2 separate regions of the Ovis aries genome follow, and region 2 is linked to region 1. Evidence: chromatin contacts called from public Hi-C data. All regions are on one chromosome and are shown on one strand. The core of a region is the stretch at or near the end of the contact, and the rest is flanking DNA. Distances in the headings are between cores, read along the strand shown. Region 1 overlaps ITPK1 (inositol-tetrakisphosphate 1-kinase). Region 2 holds the start of ITPK1 (inositol-tetrakisphosphate 1-kinase).

Region 1 (5,744 bases), core at 2,182-4,681:
CCTAGAAGGCCCCAAAGCAGTCAGACTTCTTCAGCACACTAGCATCCTTCCATCCTTGGGTCTGGAGTGATCAGTGACCGTGTCAATTTCTGTTCTCTTTGCGTTCTTTCCCTGGGTCCAACCAGTACTACTAGAGGAGAAGGAAGATCCATAGTGATGTCTTGGCCAAACAATGCTGGAAAGGAAATCTGCCTCTTCCTAGGAAGAGTGTACATTGGATGCCAACTATTTGTGAAGGGACAGGAGATGACCGTAAAAGATGAGAAGGCCCAGTTAATGGGCAGAGTTGCAGGTCAGCAGAGGCAACACATCCATTAGAAGAGTGATGCTTTCTGATGGGATTAGGGAGGGTACCGCTGAGAGGGCTTTTTTAGAGCAAAATGCTCAGACTTTGAGGAGGGGACAGACTAAGGTTGGTTACAAATCTTGCTGCCTTGTGGTCTTGGCCAAGTCACTTGCCCTGACCTTGCCTGTTTTCTGTAAGATGGATAAAAAGTAGTTTATCCACAGGGCCCAAGGTTGGAGTACCTGGGATGATGTCTGAAGTGCTCTTAGCTTGGGCCTTAGCCCATGGGGTCACCCAGCAGTAGGGTCCACTCTTCCTGCTCCTGTTACACTGGAAAGGGCTGAGCTGACTGGATTGGCTCTTAAGAGTCTGTCTCTGTTTTTATGAGCAGAGAAACAGGGCTGGGGGTCAAAGTGAGCCTGGATCTAGTGTGTGAGCACGTGAGTTTGGGCGTGAGACTGCAGGGCGCACAGGAGGCAGGTCTAACTCTCGGGAGGGCGAGCATTGAGGGGGTGACAGCCTGGGCCTCCCAGACAGGGCAGAGGTGTGAGCAGAGCAGGGGAGGAGCTGAAGTGGGTACTTGTGTCAACTTGTGGACCACCGGCCAGGGGTCGGGGGACTTGGAACACCTCGGGCAGTGGGGGACCCCATTCATGAGCAGCCTTTGAAGGTATGTGAGCTGGTGAGTGAGATGAGGATGCATGTTAGACAGGCAGTGCAGACATGGCCTAGGGATGGATCTTGATGACCATCACCTGTATCCTGTTGTGGAGGGTGACCCCCACAGGTGTGAGGGGTGGGTGACTGGCTCCCAGTGGGGACACAGGACAGACCCCACTCAGGTCAAACACAAGAGAGGTCAGCGCGGGGGTGTCCCGCTAGAGGGCCCAGCAAGAACTTGTTGACCCAAGTCTCAAGACCGGCTTGGTCCTGGGCCAGCAGGAATTGTGTGGGTGGGCCGTGACCGCTGCACCCGAGGTTTTCCTTATCGTGCGCGCCAAGCCCCGGGCTGGTGTTCTTCCAGGAGGGTAGGCAGCGGCTGGGGCTTCCTGGAGCCTTTTCCTGCCCACCCGGGGCGGTTCACTGCTGGCTCCCACGTCCCGTTCTCCAAGGCGAGGCTGCGTCTGTGAGATGCAGAGCACCTTCTCTGGGAAGTGCATCCCCGGCCGCCCCCACCCTGCTCCCACTATTCTTGGAGGCCCTGCAGCAAAGGGCTGTAATTACCTTCTAAGTTCCTCAATTGCAGCTGTCCAAGTGACACCGCTTTTGTGTTGGGAGAAGGGGCTTGGCAGAGGCTCCTGGGAGTTGTCACTACCCCCCTGTGCCAAGGTGGCTCTCCCTGTCCTCAGAGAGCCCGGATGGCGGCACAGAAGACAGGGCGGTATGGAGGAGGCGCTGCAGGGAGGGACCAAGGTCCCCTGCTCTGCAGTGGGGGTGGCCCAGTGGGCTGACACACGTGGGCAGGGTCCCCTGGGGAGAGCGGACAGAGCCCTGGACTGAGGCGGCCATCCCTCTCCATGCAGAGCATCAGCTGTGGGGAGCTCCCAGCCTCACCTGTCTGAGGACCTCGGCATGGTTCACACCATCTCAGTTCCATGCTCCCAGAGTTCATTTCTAATTCAGAGCTTGCCAGGGGAGGCCGGCTCCTTCGGCCTCTGACCTGTCTGTCCCAAACCCACAGACAGTTGCTGCCACAGTAGAGACCTGGGGGAGGGTGGATTAAATGAGAGGGGCTTCGTTTCTCTCTCATGTAAAAGCCCAAGTTTCCCCAGCCCCTTTGTTCTTCTGGTGTGGCCCCTCCTGGTCCAGGGTGGTGCTGAAACTCTACCAGCCACACCCACAATCTAGACATTAGGATAGAGAGGGACTAAGAAAGAGGAAGCAAAGGGAAACAGCTCTGGGTATCTTTGAAGGGAAAGTTCCGGAAGCTATGGTGATGCTCTGTTCATATCTCAGTGGCCAGAACTGAGTTACCTACTGAGGTGCAAAGGAACTGGGAACTGTGGTCTTTATTCTGGGCAACCATGTGCCCAGCTAACATTACAGCATGAGGTCGGTAGGCTTACAGAGGGACCCACCCCAGAGTTCTTGGGGTTTCCCACATGGATGATGCCTTCTGGGTGCGGCTGCACCCACACCCTTTACCAGAGGCACAGATGGCCTTGAACTTGGATCCAGTTCAAGCCAAGGACAGGAGCTTCCTGGAGGTTGAACATTGCCTGCTGCAGGCCTGAGGGGAGGTGGGGAGGCTGAGTCACCAGCCAGGATTGCTAGACTCGCATCTGCAGGCGTTGTCTCTCACGGGCACCTGCTTTGCTGCCCAGGGCTGGGGTTTTGAGGCGGAAGTCCAGAGCCCAAGGCCTGGCCCTACCGCCCCAGGCCACACAATCCCAGGCAAGGCTCTCGCCGGCTCCTAAACTGGCTGGAGCGATGGCTGAGAAAGCTGGGCTGTGACTGATGAGGTGGGTGTGTGTCCTTGGCCCCGGGGGCAGCAGGCGGTGGAAGGTCTCAGACCACCTAGTGGAGGGCGCAGAGGCCCTTCCGAGATGGCTGTGGGTACAAGGCAGCTCCCCTGGCATCTCCCACATACGCATACTCTGGGGGGTGACAGATGGCCATCGGATGAAGGGCCTCCCCGGGGAAGGGGGTGCCCTCTGCAGATCGAGCGTCTCTGCTTGTGGGTTTTGTGGGAATTTAATCAGGACTCATCTTGGAGGCCATTTAGGGGCTAGGTTAAATTGGAATAATCTAGACACCAAGCAAAGAGAAAATAACTTGCTGAAGAGCCTAGAAAAATGATCCCTGCAGAGCAGCTGCCTCGGGTGGGTGTGTGTGGTCAAGCCGGGGGGCTCTCACTCAGGGTTGGAGGCTGGCTGTCCACCCTTGGGGAGCTGCACAGGGCTGTTGGTGGGAGAGGAGACAGCGAGAGAGGCCTTGGAGTCGAGGCCCAGGCCCCGGGTCTGCCTGAAACCCCTGTGTTGTGTGGCTTGCAGGTCCCTATTCCTCTGGGGCCACTTTGTCAGCGCTCAGGTAGCTGAGCCTGACAGCACTGGGTGCATGCCAGGCACTGTATTAGCTAATTTAATCCTCACGATGACCCCTGTGAGAAAGACACTGCGGTTACCCCCCAGAGCAGTGAGGTTACTGGTGTCCCTTGAGTCTAATTGGCTAAGGCCACAGAGCTGCTGCGTGCAGGGCTGGAATCTGAACCCACGGCCTTGAGGTATCGTCTTGGCCAGTGGTTCCTGAATCCGGCTCCTGGCCCCTCCATGGACTGCCTCTCTTCACCTTTACTTGGGTTGAGGACTCTCTGGCCCCGCTCCCGGGCGCCCCCTGGTGTCCAGGTGATGGCATTGTCCAGACGGGGTCCCTGCTTCGGTCATGGAGTCTCTGCCTCCTACAGTTTATTGAGGAAACAAAAGTCCTGTCCTTTTTGAGGTTAGTGACACATGGTAGTGGAAAAAAACAGGGTTTGGCACTGACAAGCCTGGGCTCAAATCTCAGCCCTCCCCGTGTGGCCTGGGCAGTCACCGGGCCTTTCTGAGTCGTCTGCTCATCTGTGATGCGGGGGTTGCCTTCCCTTCAAGTAGGGGTGGTGGTGGCAGCGGGGGGCATGAGGAAGGCCTGGCCCTCCCTGCCCGCTGCAGGGGGTGCGGCCCAGAGCTGGCGCCCAGGTGCTCTCCCCTCCTCTCCTTGGTCCCACAGGGCGCCCGGGGCTTGGGTGGGAGGCACGTGGCAGAGCTGGTGGTTAGTAGGAGGGCCTGGAGTCTTGGAGGACGAAGAGGAGAGCGGTGCAGCCCCTGAGGACCGTTGCTTCCGAGTCAGGATCAGCCCTGCTTTTGTGCAGGAGGCTGGAGTTTTGGATGAACCCGCCAGGAAAATGCTTCACACAACACCTCGCGAGTGGGCTTGTGAGGAGCTGACCCCTGAGACAGCTACCTGCCCTGCCCTCCAAGTGTCGGCCTGCCCACCCGGCAGGACTGGGGTCTGGTGCCAGGGAACCTCCAGCTCAGTCCAGGGCTCTTTCTGGGGGAGCCACACCTCCAGTGTTTAGCCCTTTCCACCTCGTGGGTTATGGGTCCCCTTCCTTGTTTCTGTTGTGCTTCTGAGAAGAGGCCTGCCCCACGCAGCACACCCCAGGAATTGCTGGACTGGAAGGCCGCTCTCCCCCAGGCCTGCACAGTAACTAGCCCTGAGTCCCCTTTGTCAGCAGGCAGGGCCCTGGTTGTCGGTGACTCTCACACCTGTTGATCCCCCTCCTTTCTTCTCAGAGGCCGCCCATCTTAAATATGGAATCCATCCTTCCAGGCCCTTCTCATACATGTGCAAATACATGTGTGCTTTGAAAAGAAAAAAAAAGAAACAGCATCCTATGTGTTCTCGTATAATTTGCTTTTTCTCCACTGAATATATGTCTTGGCTTCTTTCCATGTCAGCCCACAAAAATGAAGAGAAGTAGATCTGATCTGCCCTTTTTGATGGCAACATCATATTTCAGCATGTGAATAGGAAAAAAAAATCATAGTTTATTCAATTATATTTGGATTTTTTCTTCTAACCGACTGAGCTGCAGTCAACGCAGGTCTCTGCAGAGTTCTGTAAAATTAATCCCTAGAAGTGGAATTTCCCAAAGTCTACTGTAAACATCTCTCACCTTGTGGATATTGCTGGATTGTTCTTCAAAACGTTTGAACAAATTTTTCGCCCCATTGTACACGGCTGCTGGAGAAATGATAGCTGTCTGACTTTCATTTACATTTTTTCTGTTATTGACAAGATTGCACATTGCTTCATGGGTCTGTTCGCCCTTTGCATTTCTTCCAGGTATGAATATTTTCACGTTAAATTGCCCATTTTTCTGTTGGGTTGGTGGTCTTTTTCTTATTCATTGGTTAGAGCCACTTTTGGGATTAAGGATATTGTCTCATTTTTTAATATTTTTTTTATGTGGACCATATATAAAGTCTTTATTGAATTTGTCACAATGTTGCTTCTGTGTTATGTTACGGTTTTTTGGCCAGGAGGTATGTGAGATCTTAACTCCCCAACCAAGGATCGAACCCGCACCTCCTGCATTGGAAGGTGAAGCCTTAACTAGTGGACCACTGGGGAAGTCCCATGTGTCATTGTTTTAAAATATGGACTGTTTCGTTGCTGGCAGCTTCATCTTTGCACTGGGCCAAGCTAACGTTTTCTGTTCTGCTTTTAGAATGTGTATGGCCAGAGAGAGCACTTCAAATATTTTTTTAAATGGTTTGAAAATGAAAAAGGCTGCTGCGTTTTGGGAGTCAGAGCTGAGTGGGGCAGCAAGCCTTTGGGTCCGGAAGGGGCCATAAATCAGTGCAAACAGCTGCCACAGAGTTAATCCGCGTTTCCAGCAGCCGTTTCCATAAGCTGGAACGGGACTCAGGAATGTCCCTGTCTCCGCCAGCCCGTGTCTGGCTTCCTCGATCCTGGC
Region 2 (6,262 bases), core at 1,400-3,899, 120 kb before region 1:
ACAAGGAAGAATCCTACCATTTATGACAACACAGGTGAAGAGTTGACTCTGGCTTAGAGGGTAAAGCATCTTCCTGCAATGCAGGAGACCCGGGTTAGACCCCTGGGTCGGGAAGATCCCCTGGCGAAGGAAATGGCAACCCACTCCAGTATTCTTGCCTGGAAAATCCCATGGACGGAGGAGCCTGGTAGGCTACAGTCCATGGGGCTGCAAAGGGTTGGACACGACTGAGCGACTTCACTTTAACTTTAAGGGTTATTATGTAAGTGAAATAAGTCAGAGAAAGGCAAATACCATGTGATTTTACTTATATGCTGAATCTAAAACACAAATGAACAAAACTAGAAACAGACTCAGAGATAGAACAAACTGTGGTTGTGGGGTGGGGGTGAGGGGCAGGAATGGGCAAAATAGGTGAGGGAGATTAAGAGGGACAAACTTCTAGCTATAAAATAAATAAGTAACAGGGCTGTAATGAACAGCACAGGGAATATAGTAATAATACAGCTGATAATATTGTAATCACTTTGTGCGGTGACAGATGGTAACTAGAGTTATTGTGGTGATCATTCCATAAGGCATTGAGTCATTATGTTGTACACCTGAAGCTAATATAATACCGCAAGTCAATTATACTTCAATTAAAAAAAAACAAGCGTTCTTGATGAGACAGTAACAAGCTCCATTTCTGATGACCTGCTGGAAGGACCAGTCTAATACCCTGTCCTGATCCTCCCCACAATCTTTTAAGGCAAGCATTACATTTTCAACCCGGAGATCAGAGGCAAAACTTAAGTGACTTGTCCAAGCTGGGAGGAACTGAACTAGGACCCCCCCCCCAAGCCAGGTCTTTCCGAAGCCAGAGACTGTTCTTCCCAATATAGTGAGCAGCATTGTCCCTTCTGTCCCCACTCTGCGCAGACCCTCTCATAACACCACACGCTCTAGGCCTCAGAGCCGCTGCTCTTCTGAGGTGCTTTCAGGAGGCAGGGCTTACCTCCTAAGGTAACAGGGAGGACCTGAGGCCCAGAGAGGCTAAGTGGCCTGCAAGGTCACCCAGCCAGGGTGTAAGGGGAGGGGAGATGGGTGAAGGGTGGAGCTAGCTGAGAGTGGAGACAGAAGACCTCTGTGCTTCCTCCTGGAATCTGGTGTGGACAAGCTTCACCTAGTTGCAGCTGGGAAGGCCTGCAGGAAGAGGGATGGGGAAGCTGTAATTAGGGGAAGAAGGCAGGCCCTTAGGCTCCAGTCTGGTCACCCCTAACAACTTGGTTCTTCCAGTTCTCCCTGCCTCTATTCAAGCCACCCCCAATTCTCAGGCCTGTCAACCTCATCCTTATTTTCCAAGGTCAGCTTAAATGTCTTCCCTGAAAATTGGAGACCCTTTCCACTCCACCCCACCGTATTCATTTTTCCTGCGGTGGCCTCCACTTTGCCCAAACTCTTTGAAGGTAGGATGCTCCCCTAGGGCCCTACAGGGGAACCAAGGGTGCTAGCCACCCTGATGCTTGAGCTGCTAGTTTCTCCCCTCCTTGCTTCTCCATTGGAGGGAACCCAGAGTGTGTCTAGTGGTTAACCTCCTTAAGCCTGAGAAGGCCCCTGGGTGTTTATGTCCCCAACCCCAGGGGCCCCCATCCTGGGCCTGGGTCTGTCTCCTCCGGGGAAGACAGATGATCTCATCGAGTGTCTGCATCTGCCGCGCCAACCCCCGCCAGCCCCCCGCTTTTCTCGCGCCCTCTGCTGCAGTTGGGGCTGAATACTGCTCAGGGTACTGAGATGCTTTTGATGAATGAAATTCAAGTGGCTCGATCACTCCGAAAGGACAGGCAGAGAGTGCCCACACCGCGACTCCTCTCGTCCCTTTAAAAAGTAAAAGCACTTGGCAAGGATCGCCCTAAATCCAGCCCTGCTTCCCTCCATCCCCCAATCTTCACCGCTGAGCCTTTCACACAAACACGCACCAAAGAACCAGACCCGGGGGGAAAGGCGCGGCGCCTTTAAGAGGCGGCGGGCAGTGCTGCCCCCTGGCGGCCGACGCGCTCGCGCTTCCTCCGCCCCGGCGGGGTCCAGCGGGCCGGCTGGCCGGGTCAGCGCGGCGGTGGCGACGGCGGCGTGCCGCGCGCCGGGGCGAGGACCGGGACAAGGAGGAAGTGGCGGCGGCGGCGGCGGGTGAGGACGGCGGGGGGCGCGGGCGGCCGCGTGCGCCCTGCCGGGGTCCGAGCGCGTCGGGAAGCGCACGCGCTCGGCTCGGATCGGCCGAACGCGCCGCCGGGGGCTCGGACGGGAGGGCCCCCCGCGATCGTGAGCCAGAGGGAGGGTCGGGAGGAGGGACTTGGGGGCGGCGCGCAGCCCGAGCGCGGGGGCCGATCGTCGGTGGCCGCCGCTGGAGGGCGTGCGGCTCGGCTCCGAGCGCCGGGAGGGCGGCGCCGGCGAGGGAGGGCCTGCCTCCTCTCCTCCCCGGCCCGGCCCGGCGCTCGCGAACTTGCGCGCCCGGGGCCCCGCAGGCGGCGGGGGCGTGGGCGGCGGCGGCGCGGGCGGCCCCCGGCACGGTGGCAGCCAGTGGAATGCCGCGCTGAGCGCCGCTCCCTCCGCCCGGGCGCCCGCCCCGCCCCGGCCCGCCCCTCCCGGCAGGACTGCGCGCTCGGAGCTCCGTTCCGCGTCCCCGCCGCCGGGAGGAGGTGCCCGCACGCTCGCGGCGCGCGCCGGGCCGCCAGACTCGGCCTGTGGGCGATTTCCTCCGGACCCGAGCTCCCCGCCCGAAGAGGAAGATGCAGACCTTTCTGAAAGGGAAGAGAGTTGGCTACTGGCTGAGCGAGAAGAAAATAAAGAAGCTGAATTTCCAGGCCTTCGCCGAGCTGTGCAGGTAAGGAGGGACGGGGCTCCGGCCCCCCTACCCCCCGGGGACCCCCGGCCTGAGCCCCAGGTTCAGCCTCGGGGGGCGGGGGGCTGTTTCCGGAGGTTAGAGCGAAACGGGAAGAAACGGTGCGTGGGGACCCTGAGTCCGAGTAGCCAGGTGGCTGTGGTGGCCGCTGGCTGTGTTCGAGGGAAGCGGTGGGCAGTACGAGCGGTGTGGCATGGACCAGGGCTCTCAGGTGCACAGGGACCCCGGGTGGGGAGACCCCTGGCTCCCCCGGGCGTGATGGGAGCGCTGCTGAAGGTGGCAGAGGGACCAGGGAAATGGGGGGAATCCGCGCTGTCTGCCTGTGGCTGTAGGTTACTTTTGGACTGGAGTGGCCCTCTTCCTTCGTCCCCCTTCTCTTCGTGGAGGAGGGCACCCATGTTTGTGTGTTTGCGGACCACCTACTAGGTGCCCCGCCGGCGCAGCTCTCTTTGCAAGAGTCTGTCATTGCATGTCACTGGATTAAGCCTCTTTGAAGCGAGTAGCAATACTTGGCGTGTAGGTGATTTGCTGTCTCATTAGAGCCTCGCACCAGCCTTGAGAATTGGTTGGGTTGGTGATTCTGGGCCACGTGTCTGAGAGGGGGGAATCCATCCGCAGAGACGTCGGGTACCTGACCCGGGGTCCCACAGCCAGGGAGTGGCTGGTGCAGAATGTAAACGCTTGTGTAGAATGGCCTTCTTCCCTCGAGGTCCCCACCCCCCACCCCATGCAGTTCCTTAGTGGTGGAGACTCCAGGTGTTTTAATAAGATGGGATCACATTCTTAGTCCATTTCAGATGCATCCAGTCTTGGGTCGGCTTTGCCTCACCTTGTTCTCCTATGGTGGCTTTGCCTCTGAGAAGCCCGTAGTTAAATCCGGTTCTCAGTGAAAGCCTAAGAGAATCTGGCTTCCCAAGCCTTTTGCAAACCCCAGGTGGAAAACCTTTTGTTATGCCGTGTCTCCACTTGGCAGATTTGATTCTCAAAAATGGGCCCCCCTTGCATTTTTGTCCCTTTTGGGTCACCAAACATAATGATGAATTGAACAATTGAGTTTCCTTATCTCCTGGCATACGGAGTGAGTGGCTGGTCTGAGCTGGCCTGTGCAGGCTGGCACAGCACCTCTGTGCCCCTCTCATGCCTGTCCCCAGGGCCTGCTGCTCTTTGGCCTGTTCCAGCCCTGCAGGCGCTCTGCTCCCCGCAGCCAGAGGGGCACACCTTGTCTAAAACAGCTCCTGGTTGCGCATCCCTCGGTCTGGGTATGGAGTTGGCTGCCTTCTCTCCTGCTGGCTTCCCTGGGAGAAAGCACGCTTTTCATTTTCAGGAGGGCATGCCAAATGACCGGGGAATTCACAAGGAAACGGGGAGGAACTTGCAGCCAGAGCCTTGGAAGTGTGAGGACTTTGCAGCATTAGAAAGGGGCGCTTGAACACACACATGTGGACGATGTGCCCTAGACACTGAAGACATGTGCAGAAACCCCTTTGATGTGTTCTTGAAACCTGGTTTGGTGGTAGGTGCCCGAGCTCCCCCTGCAGTCATCTGAGACTTGGGAAATCCCCACTGATACCTTGCACCCTTTTTCCTGAGGTCTTTCTCTATTTGTGTCGTCCTGTGCCTGCAGCTGAAGCACGAGGCTTGTCATCTGGTTGGTATGTTTTGCTTGGTAATTAGGAGACTCTCGCAACACAGTTCCAACCGAGACTGAGACTCGTGGCTGGGTCCTCAGGCTGGACTTGCAGACTGCCTTTCCCTCCCCAGAGACCCTCCTGCCCTTAAACACTGGGGGGTTCAGGGCAAGCTGTGATGTCAGCCGTTCTGGGGAAGCTCCAGCATGGAGTGTTCATTTCTCTGAAAGAGTGATTGCGTTCAAAGTCTAGTTGCCTTCTTCTGGCCAAAATATTGACTTCAAAGAGAGGAAGGGAAATATCTGGGTCATTCGAGAACCTCAGGAAACCCACTTTGTGTTTTCATCAGGGGAGCTTTAGCTATTTTGTCGCTTAAGCTTAGGAAGGAATAGAAAACACCGAAAAGAATTTTTCTGTTTCTTCTCTCCTTTATTATGGATACTTTCAGGGTGGCGCCCCCTGGTGGCCACGTTTCTGTACTGGGTGCAAAGTACTCCCACCTAGAGTGGCCAGAGTCCTTTGCCCGCTGGTGGGTGTGATGTGAATGCTGGTGCAGTTTCAGTGGCCCAGAGGGGCTGTGGATGGACATTGTCACATGGGGTTCCCATTTGGATGGGTGATGAATCAACCTCGAGTTCCATAGTGAAAAAGTCCAGAGATGTTTGAAAATGGCTTGAGGCCCTGCTGCGAATGTTTGGGGCAGTATCAGCGCTGGAGAGGATGACTTGAACGCAGCGGGATGAGCTGTTTAGCCAAATGTCAGGCCTTGTAAAAAAAAAAAATCTTAGGACCGGAAGGGAGATCTTGTCTGCCCAGCCCCTTTGTTTCACAGGCACTAGATGGGCAGGCTCCATACTTCTGTTCCTTTTGTTCAGCTGCTAGAATGGGTGGACCCCCTCATCATCGTCACGGGAGTGCTGCCGTTTTGTCTCGGAGATTCTTCCTTGCGGTCCTCAGCTGTGGCCTCAGCAAGCGTCCTGTCTGCTCTCCAAGGAGCATCGCCCCCTGCAGGTGTTTGTGGACCGTGGACCGTTGGAGCAGGTTCCACCAGGACACCTTAGCAGGGGGGAGGGCCGCCCCTTCACAGCCTGGTCCTGCCTTGTTGGTTAATAAGTTCTTTGCCCACATTAGGCCAGGGCTCTCGGAGGCTCCAGAAGGAGGGAGCTGAGAGTTTCCTGTTAACAGCAAGTTGGCCTCTAGGGTAGCCCACACCTTCAGGGCCTACATTCCTTTATTTTAATTTCTTTTAATTTTAAAAATTCTAACTTTTTGACTGCGCAGCAAGACATGTGGGATGTCAGTTGCCAGACCGGGGATCGAACCTGCGCCCCCTGCAGTGGAAGCACTGTGTCTTAAGGAACATCCCTCTGGCTCCTTGACAGATGGGCCTTGACTTGGCTTGTTTCTTGCGGGATTGTTCGTTCCCGACTTTTGCCTGTGAGTCTCCCCCTCTCCACAGGGATGGCTCTGCTTGTGTCCCCTCGGCCTCCCACCTGCCGGCCCCTTCCCCTCACCCTGGAGCAGCCTCAAGGCTTCCTCGCACGCAGAAGCGACTTCAGAGGGGAAGCCGAGAAGTAAAGCTGTTAGTTGAAAATGTCGGGTGATTTTTTTTTTTTTTAAATGCTCTCGGTTCTCCACGGTGGCCCTTGCGGACGTGCTGGCTGACCTGGTTCGCTGTGTCCACGTTTTCTGTGTCAGCCCTGCAGCGCCTCGTCTCACCGTTCCTCTTTCCTGCAGCTGAACCTGTGGTACAGGC

The links. Hi-C and Micro-C count contacts between places; a contact is called where the count stands out from the background.
Region 2: a contact with region 1 is called in a Hi-C map of mixed tissues, with 4 times the contacts expected there. The contact joins the promoter of ITPK1 here to the enhancer-like site in region 1. A contact is called at or near these places in 5 of 16 Hi-C or Micro-C datasets (blood, hypothalamus, liver and 2 more).

What each region holds. Positions count from the first base shown.
Region 1 is chr18:55,453,023-55,458,766 of ARS-UI_Ramb_v3.0, reverse strand. All of the region lies in intron 3 of ITPK1 (inositol-tetrakisphosphate 1-kinase), which reads left to right. Among named protein-coding and RNA genes, the nearest start is that of CHGA, 55 kb to the right of the region's middle. Within about 2 kb of position 3,431, at least 18 of the 54 cell types and tissues checked have an H3K27ac peak or open chromatin away from gene starts, as enhancers often do. A contact at or near this core is called in hypothalamus, where this site is marked.
Region 2 is chr18:55,569,815-55,576,076 of ARS-UI_Ramb_v3.0, reverse strand. ITPK1 (inositol-tetrakisphosphate 1-kinase) reads left to right here and starts at 2,649. Exons shown (of 9, transcript XM_027957339.2): 1 at 2,649-2,860.